3 separate regions of the Mus musculus genome follow, and all the other regions are linked to region 3. The links are chromatin contacts, called in public Hi-C and promoter capture Hi-C maps. All regions are on one chromosome and are shown on one strand. The core of a region is the stretch at or near the end of the contact, and the rest is flanking DNA. Distances in the headings are between cores, read along the strand shown.

Evidence for each region. Promoter capture Hi-C pulls out the DNA fragments that hold promoters and counts their contacts. A called contact is a pair of places that touch in the nucleus more often than the background predicts.
Region 1: a Hi-C map of pancreatic cancer cells shows a contact between it and region 3, with 6 times the contacts expected there. The contact joins the enhancer-like site here to the promoter of Arfgef1 in region 3. A contact is called at or near these places in 4 of 39 promoter capture datasets (the 3T3-L1 cell line, embryonic stem cells, epiblast stem cells and 1 more), 4 of 484 Hi-C or Micro-C datasets (the HL-1 cell line, cerebellar granule neurons and pancreatic cancer cells) and 3 of 115 datasets of contacts at active chromatin or transcription factors (the SCID.adh cell line, forebrain and pancreatic cancer cells).
Region 2: a contact with region 3 is called in a promoter capture Hi-C map of embryonic stem cells. The contact joins the promoter of Tcf24 here to the promoter of Arfgef1 in region 3. A contact is called at or near these places in 3 of 39 promoter capture datasets (the HPC-7 cell line, embryonic stem cells and pre-B cells), 2 of 484 Hi-C or Micro-C datasets (both in embryonic stem cells) and 1 of 115 datasets of contacts at active chromatin or transcription factors (pancreatic cancer cells).

Annotation. Positions count from the first base shown.
Region 1 is chr1:10,591,245-10,594,067 of GRCm38.p6, reverse strand. The region is part of intron 2 of Cpa6 (carboxypeptidase A6); the gene reads left to right. Among named protein-coding and RNA genes, the nearest start is that of Gm25253, 37 kb to the right of the region's middle. Within about 2 kb of position 1,262, at least 51 of the 459 cell types and tissues checked have an H3K27ac peak or open chromatin away from gene starts, as enhancers often do. A contact at or near this core is called in the HL-1 cell line and pancreatic cancer cells, where this site is marked.
Region 2 is chr1:9,966,508-9,969,551 of GRCm38.p6, reverse strand. Tcf24 (transcription factor 24) reads left to right here and starts at 1,742. Exons shown (of 3, transcript NM_001285425.2): 1 at 1,742-1,828; 2 at 2,035-2,453. The coding sequence starts at 2,067. Ppp1r42 (protein phosphatase 1, regulatory subunit 42) reads left to right here. Exons shown (of 9, transcript NM_145692.2): 9 at 621-930. The coding sequence ends at 732.
Region 3 is chr1:10,231,211-10,234,274 of GRCm38.p6, reverse strand. Arfgef1 (ADP-ribosylation factor guanine nucleotide-exchange factor 1(brefeldin A-inhibited)) reads left to right here and starts at 1,605. Exons shown (of 38, transcript NM_001102430.1): 1 at 1,605-1,904. The coding sequence starts at 1,781.

The DNA.
Region 1 (2,823 bases), core at 13-2,512, 360 kb before region 3:
CACATGTATACTATGACTTTTACATGGATGGTGAACTGGCTGGTTTTGGGTGTCAACTTGACACAGGTTGGAGTTATCACAGAGAAACGAGCTTCAGTTGGGGAAATGCCTCCATGAGATCCAGCTGTAAGGCATTTTCTCAATTAGTGATCAAGGGGGAAGGGCCCATTGCGGGTGGGACCATCTCTGGGCTGGTAGTCTTGGTTCTATAAGAGAACAGGCTGAGTAAGCCAGTAAGGAACATCCCTCCATGGCTTCTGCATCAGCTCCTGCTTCCTGACCTGCTTGAGTTCCAGTCCTGACTTCCTTAGTGATGAACAGCAATGTGGAAGTGTAAGCTGAATAAACCCTTTCCTCCCCAAGTGCTTCTTGGTCATGATGTTTTGTCCAAGAATAGAAGCCCTGATTAAGACAGATGGTTATTGTTGTGTGACAAGACTTATCCTAGGGAGTTGCAACATGTGTGTACATCTACTCACCCCAGGTATAGGGAACCTATGGCAGACCAAAGCACAGATCCAACATTCAACTTGGTAAACCAAGTTTTTATTGAGGCTACTTTACAGGAGAATGGGTGAGCAGTCACTTATAGAAGGAGAAATGACTCGAATGACTGTATAACCAAAGCCCACCCCAGCATGAGTAAATGTTCACAAAAAAAAAAAAAAAAAGCTGGGAACCCGGAGCACACTGCACAGTCTGCAAGCAGCTCAACAGGTTAGAGAGTGTCCTTTCCAAGTGACTCAGCTGGTCTAAACCTATTAGAGGCAGCTTGGCTGGCTTCTGCTGCTTCTAGGCAGCTTGTCCTCTCTCAGAGTCTTCTTTGCAGCTTGGCTTGTCTGAGACTGACCTTCAGAGGCATTTATTGCTTACTCTTGGAGGGAAGGGCCTGATGAATCTGATCAATTTCTGGGACTTCCTCTTTTGAGCAGTTTACCCTCTGGCTTCAAGTTTTCTTGAACTAGAATTTGAGAATGGAATTCTTCAATCTCAAAGGAAACTTATGTGGGACAGTTATAGTAAAACATTCCTAAAAACTGCATTCATTTAGTCTTTAAGGAAAGAGGTCAGCTTGGGAGATGTCTTGTTGCTACGGGAGCTTAGAAGACAATTAAAAGACAGGTGGAAGAGCAGCATCAAGCAATGGTCTCGGGGACTCTGATTTTCATGAGGCCTCATGTGACTCATTGTGAAAGCATGCTCACAACTGTGATGTATACTGTGAAAAGCTTGGAGGCAGAGTCAGCAGAGGGGAACAGTGCATGAGTCAACCCAGGGGAATCCAGGAGCAGCTCCCCGCCCCCCTGCCCCCAAGTCCTTCTTAGTCCTTCCTGTCACACCGAACATGCCTAATTCCCACAGCAATGGGCTGTGACAGCACATCTGCAATGGTGGCTGCAAGGAGACTTACAAGAGACTTGGTGCCTGTAGTTCTTATGGGAACCTGATTATGGGAGCCCTCTGAAAAGCTAGGCTCCCAGATGCTGGCCTTAGGAAAGCTATGCAAACAGGACCTTCTAAAGACAGCATCTCAGGCTTCTCTGTTGAGACTCTTTTCTACATATCTTCCTTTCCTTTCTCAAGTAAGATAGTTTTCCTGAACTAGAATTTGAGGTATTGAACGTAGATAACTTTCTCCCTAGAGGCATCTCCTACCTTGATGTTACCTTAAATTATTTGAATTATTTTACCAAGTGATCGCTTCCCACCGTGGAGAGCAGAAATTCCAGCCAACTGGAGAAAGCACTCTGTAGGGAAAACGAATTGACTGTATCATCTTCTGCCCCGTGGAGCTCAGAGGACAGAATCAGGGCCACTGCAAACACCTTGCACCTATGCAGCAGTCTTAGGGAAAAGAAGGATGAGTGGCCAAGGAGAGTACTGTCTTTCTTTTCTCCTTTCTCCTACAGCAAGATGTAATTGATAGAATTCTAATATGGTCCAGATCTTTCCGGCCTTCTGCTCCTGCCCTGCAGAATAACTTCCCTAAGAATAGGAAGGGATAGGTATCCCTTTGGTGATGTTATAGTATAGAGCAGAGAGAGACTATCTGGGGTAGGCCTGAGCAAATCAAAGAAATCTTCAGAAGCAAAGAGTTTTTCCCCAGCTGTTCACAGAGGAAGGGGTCAGAGGAGTGTTCACAAACTGCTACGCTGGGAGCCATTCTTGAGAGTCACAAACCAAGAATGACACTGGTCTCTGGGATGTGCGGATTCCCAGCTGAACAGTGAAATGGAGACATCAGTACTACAGATCACAGGACACTGAGGTCCAAATAAGAATGCACCAGAGTCCTTTCTTGGATGCTTTGATTTTAGCCCCTTGAGATTCTGAAGAAAATTTAGGCATCTGGGACTGGCCCACTGATCTGCAGGACTGTGAGATAAGTGGGCTTTGTTTGAAACAGCTAAGCTGATGTTGATTTATCCTAGCAATGGAAAACAGACTTGGAGTACAGTAACCACCTACATCCTGCATTTTCTCTCTTATTCTCCTCTGCCACAGCTCTAAGTTAATTTTCCTGGTTTCTCTGACTATAACCAAGACTCTTAGGGAAACTGAACGTGATTCACTGACATGCTTAGGCTGTAAATTCACAATGCCTTATCTGAAACATGATCAAATGTAAAATGTGCATACAATATTGAATGGAATCTGAGAACTCTGGTCACCACATAGCTAATTAGACATAGAACTGCTATTACAAAGCTGCTTGCTTTCCTAATTAAATTTTATTGTTTTGCTAAAGAATTGAAACAAGAAACTTAAACAGAAAACCATGCCCCGAGAGAACTGGATTGAGAAAGCACTAGCCAATTAAAT
Region 2 (3,044 bases), core at 493-2,992, 260 kb after region 3:
TGTGTGCTGCCTGCTACTTATGAAATAGTTGATATGAAATAGTGGAGTTTTAGAATTACCTGTAGTTAAAGTGACTGAAATTTATTATTATATCCAAAGTACACTGTAGCTGTCTTCAGACACACCAGGAGAGGAAGTCAGATCTCATTTCAGATGGTTGTGAGCCACCATGTGGTTGCTGGGATTTGAACTCAGGACCTTCAGAAGAGCAGTCAATGCTCTTAACCACTAAGCCATCTCTCCAGCTGAAATTTAACTATCAAAGTCTCTCACAGGAATTTGGACTTAGAATCAGCCTGCATAGAATAGCAAAGATAGGACAAAACAGGAGAGGCTCAGTGGTCTGTTCTGTGAACCTCAGTCTTCTCACACACTGTTGGGCAACACCTGCTCTGCTGCCAGCCGGTGCTGTCCAGGAGAGCAACAGGCTAACTAGAAAGATGTGTCCAGGCGTCTCTGCACAGCCACAGCCCACCTAACCTCCCTCTGTCTGTGTGCCTCTCAAAGCAGGGAAGCCTGGATAGTTATGAACCTTTTCTACCAACAGTGTGTCCTGGGTACTTTATCACCTTTTTCTGCATGTCAATTAAATGCTGGTGTGTTTTTGTTTGTAAATACAGGAATCTGTCCTTGAAGGAATCTGAAAGCTCGCTAACAAAAAACGATATCCATGAACCTCACCTTCTCCAAAATCCAAAAGTAAAGGAAAATTTGTCTGAGAAAAAGGAGTAAATTCAGCCTCGAGTGATTTGATTTCTTCATAGAACTAGGCAACAGCATGTTTTGAGGGTTTGTGGACTTCACTTATCTCGGTGTGTAAGTTGTTTGATTTGTTTCTTTATAGAATCTGAGACTTTGCTTTATGTGCGTGAATTCTGGGATCTATTTACTTTATTAGCTATTAAATAAAATTTGCCAGGAAATAAAATGTGGTTTCGTATTATGTGGTTTCTTATTCAACACAAGTCCTTTTGAATCAAGGAAATCTGAGTGTGCGTTCTAAAGCCTAAAGCCCATTACAGTCTTAGAATCACCGTGATTCACTGACAAGTCCACGTTTCGGTCCATCGTGGTATAAAAAGTCCTGCGTTGCTATCTTACTGTTTGGTATTCCCGACGTGGAAAGTTAGAAATCTGCAGCGAAATGTTCGCGAATCTATAAACTAGCCTTGCCCTCAGTGACATTTCATATCTGATACTCAGAACCTGCAAAGAGGAAACCGCGCTGATTCCTATCCCGGTTCAGAGAATCTGGCTGGGCTGCGGCGAGAACCGCGTCCGCCACGGGCTGCAGCACTGAGTCCCGCCGGCGCCGGGGTCAGCCTGAGCCTGTGGGCGAGCGGGTGCCGAGGCCGGAAGGCGGCCGTGGCGGTGGCGGGTCTCTAGGTCACGGTGTACTGAGGAAAGGCTTCTACTGCAAGAATCTTCACCTTGTAGAATTAAAGGCGGACGGGGACGCACACGCGACGGCTCTGCTCCTGAAGTCCCGCTGTACTAAACCCCCGGGTCCCGTCCCAGCTGGACCACCGTAAACTACTCTCAACCTTCCGGCCAGAGGGGGCGGGGCCAGGCGTCCGCCCCACCCCCGAGCGGTTTGATTGATGAGTCTATCCGCCGAGGGGGCGGCTCCGGGACGCCGCTGCCCCTAACCCAAGGGCTCGGGTGGGAGACCCTCTCGGCCCGACGTGGCTTTGCTGGCTTCGGACGCCCACATAAAAGGCGGCGCAGAGCCTGGACAAGGATGGAGTGACCCACCCGCTCGACGCCCTTGGCCGCCTAGCCCTGCTCAGCCGAACCCCGCACGGCCGCTGCGGTGGGGGGAGGAAAGGTGAGGTGACGCCAAGTCCGAGGTGAGGCCGAGTCCTGCAGCCCCGTTTCCCCGGGCGGGCGGGCGGGCGGGCGGGCGGGCGGGGTGTGTCAGCGGGGACCGGAGCCTGAGCCCTGGGCGCCTTCAGGAGCAGCTCAGCACCTGGGGACTCGAGGGCGAGGGCGAGGCCGCGAGGCCGGGGCTCACGGCCGCCCGCTCCTTTGCAGTGCACGCCGGGGAAATCGGAGCCGGAGTCGCCATGGAGCGCGGCCGTCCCGCTAGCAGCCCACGCAGCGCGGAGTCCGCCGCGCCGCCCGCCGCCGCCCGCGACTGGAGCCCAGGACCGACCGGGACCGGGCCAACAGGCCTCAGCGGGGTCGCGGCGCGCTCCGGGGGTGGCCGTCCAGCCGCCGCGAACGCCGCGCGGGAGCGCAGCCGAGTGCAAACCCTGCGACACGCCTTCCTGGAGCTGCAGCGCACGCTGCCGTCGGTGCCGCCAGACACCAAGCTGTCCAAGCTGGACGTGCTGCTGCTGGCCACCACCTACATCGCCCACCTCACCCGCAGCCTGCAGGACGACACCGACGCGCCCGGAGACCCCGGTCTGGGCGCCTTGCGAGGCGACGGCTATCTGCACCCAGTTAAGGTAGGCGACTCTTCTGGGCTAGGAGCCCTCGAGCCACACTGTCACCGCCTGAGCAGATCCCACGGATCTGGCATTCCTCCCAGCCACCTGGGCGATGGTGACAAGGTCCCCACTGCAAGAGGCTGCTTCTTAACAGTTTGCAATCTAGAGGCTGGAGCGTTTAATTCTACCTGGACTCGCACACAAATTTCTCAAGCTTGGTAAAGATTTTCGGTCTTTCAGGGTGAAAAATAGGTCGGCTGTTGTACCTTCTGACTACCTGGTAACAACTAAGTTACATTCATGCCTTCGAGTGTCAAGTGTCTTTAACTTAAATAGTTGCATTCCTACTGTCTTTTTCTTGAGCTAATCCAAAAGCTTCATGAATTAAACGGAATCATGGAACTAATTCTTGGCCCCTAAAGTAATTATTAAAAAAAAAAAAAACCTGCCAAAATCATTAAAAACAAATGAGAGCATTCAGCATCCCCATAGAGTAAAATTTCAATCACAGTTAAATCTAGTGGAATATACAGCCACCAAGAATGTTAGAAGAAAACCCATGTTTCCATTAACTGTCATATTAGATTGCCTGTATGTTGAGTGAATTGG
Region 3 (3,064 bases), core at 356-2,855:
CGACGCCTGGCTCAGATAGTACTTTCAATGAAACCTGGTTTAACCCTAGCATTAGGAAGCAAAGACAAATTAGAAATGGAGTATGTTTCCCTGATGTATAACAGAATGTACATTATATTTGATGTAGGAGCAAAATGAATCTCTAATTTCGAAGATTTTAGTGTTTAAGATGAAGGTAATGGATTTGTAGATTTCTCAGGACAACCACATTTTGATGTATCTGTCCATTTTAATTGTATGTCACCTTCAGATTTCCCATTTTTATTTCCTTTGGCTTTTCATACGTCTCAAGTCTTGTCACTTTGCAGCGTTCACACCTTTGGATTCTGATTGCTGCATTAATATAAATCCACAGCTAACACACTCTAAGGAAAAGAAAGCAAAAGCTGTATCCTAACCGGGATCCCATGTTGCTGGAGACACGCAATAGCATGGAACCCCCTGTAAACCGGCTGCATTTATTTCATGGGATTCTTAACGTTTTCTCTCAGAAGCAATGCGGAAATTTGAGTTCTGTGGCATTAAAGCAGGCACAGTATGGTCAGGAGTATCTGTTCTTAAAGCTTTTCCATTCTGAAAACTCCGGATTAAAGGTAGAGAACGGGAGGGCTCTGTGCGGTACCTGAGTCAGAAGCACTCACCTTAACTTCAGTGTCAATCAGAAAAGGGCATGAAACCTAGGGTTTACTGATTTACCCTATTGAGAGATTTAAAAAGTGAAAATATTCCTGAATCTTCGCCCAGTGGTTTTTAGCTTACGTTTTGCAAAAGAGATCCATCTTGAAGTAATTGAAAGTATCGGTCAAGGATAGCAATTTCCTACACCTGAGAAGGAAATTTAGACCCCGTGTGGCAGGCGGAAACCAGGTGCGCCTGAGGGAGCGACGCGGGTGTTCCTGTGGCCCTAGGACCGCGAGGAACTTTGCTCCCCGGCGACCGGCTGTCCAGAAAGTTGGGGAAGCCCGTGCACGGTAGGCAGGGGTCCTGTCGTCCCGGCCTTGGGAGCGCCCCTGTGCTCCGATCACGCATCCCAGTAGCCCGCAAGAGCAGAAGCCCCGCGCCACGCCGTGCCGCGCAGCAGGACGCCCGCCACGCCCCACGCTGCCCTGCAGGCGAACGCGGGAGGCGGCGAGTCCCCGCCGGGCCGCCGTAGAGTTGCAGCTCCGGCCGCTCCTCCCGCGCCGCCCTCCGCCCCTTGCCTCTCGGCGCCGCGGCAGCTCTGGGCTGGCGCTGGCACCGCCGCCGCCGCCGCTTCCTCTCCGCAGCCGTTCGGCCGCTGCGTGACGCGTCGTTTCCTCTCAACATGGCGTCCGGGGCAGGTCGGCGGTGATGGAGGCCAGTCGGCGGCTGCGGCGGATGCTGGTCCCCACGGTAGCTAGGGCAGCCTCGCGCCTGCTGGCAGTGTGAGGCGCCGCCACCTAGGCCCTCGGCCCCGGGAAGACGGCCGCCCGGGCCGAGTGCCGCCGCCGCCGGGCCGTAGGGACGAGTGAGGCGGGCGGCCGGGAAGCGACCCCCGGGCCGACGGCGCCGAGGCCGGACGGGCGCGGCCCTCGAACGGCGGCCCCTCGAGCGTGGCGAGGCTTTCGACGCCCTTGGCGGCCCCGCGGCCGCTCCGCGTCGCCGGCCGCTTCCTGGTGCCGCCGCTGCCCTCCACGCCTCCTCGCCCCCACCGCCACCTCCTCGCCTTTCTCCCTCCCCGTCCTCATCCCGGTCCCCGTCCCCCTCCTCCGCCTTCCCTCCAGCCGCCGGGACCGCCGCCGCCGCCGCCTCCTCCGCGTCCATGTATGAGGGCAAGAAGACGAAGAACATGTTCCTGACCCGGGCCCTGGAGAAGATTCTGGCCGACAAGGAAGTGAAGAAGGCGCATCACTCCCAGCTGCGCAAAGCGTGCGAGGTGGCCCTAGGTGAGCCCGGAGGAGGCCGCGGCGCGGGGTGCCGGCCGCGAGAGGTGGGCGGCGTGGCGGGCGGCTCGTCCGGGGAGCCCTGCTGGCCGCCCGACTGGAGTTGACAGCAACTCGGCTGGACGCGGGGCACCGGCTGAGTGGAGGAGGATAGGCGGCCAGCCGGGGCCCCTGGAACTCGAGATGGTTACGGATCGCGAGGCACCTGGCTTCGAGTGGTCCACAGGACGGGATGGGGGGAGGGTTGTTGGTGGCCCCTGCGGTGCGGACAGAATGTCATCCTTTGTGATGGAGCAGAAGATGAGCTGTTGTTTATTAGCTTAGAAATTGAGGTGGGGCCGATCTGACGAGACTGAGCGTGGGGGAGGGTTCCGTATTGCAATTACAATAACTTTATGATTTGGCGTGGTACTTTGGGAAGAAAGGTTGAAGTTGTTCCCTCGTTGACAGTCTCGAGAAAGGGGGTTGCAAAAGGTGCCTCGAGTTTGCCATCTCTCTGCCCCAGCTACAGGAAAAAAGAGTAGTAATGTAACCTACTGGGCTGACCTGGAAGAACAAGACTAGAGGTTAAGGGGGTGGCGGTGGCCGTGTCTGTGTGGAAATGTGGAAGGAAAGAACCTTTAGATAAATTGACTTTAGGTAACACAGAAAGGGGTGTGTGTGAAATGAGAGAAAAGAGAAAGACAATGACACCCACCAGCCACATGTCTGGACAGTGGCAGCTGTTCTCAAGCTTCAGTTGTGATTTATAGTTCAGACAGAAGAGGTCTAGTGTAATGAAGCCACAGCAGGGCAAATCCCAAACAATACCTATAAAACCATTGTAGGCAGATAACGATTTGTTTGCGGTAGGTTTGGTAGGTCTAGTGCATCCATCAATAAGAGAATTGTTAAGGGAGAAGCCAGAACATTTAACACAGATAAATTTGTGATGCTTACCCTTTTGTTTATAGCCCTGGACCAGAGCAGCTCAACTTTGCAAGAAATGAAAATGGTTAAAAGTGATTTTTGAAAAACATTTTTGAAAGGGGACAAACTAACTTTATGCTAAAGTAAGGGGTCCAGATAGGTTAGAGACAATTTTGCATTTAAGTTTTGACTTAAGACTACCATTTAACTTACTCCAAATGTTACAGCCGCCCTTCCTCCTTTTTTTCTCAATA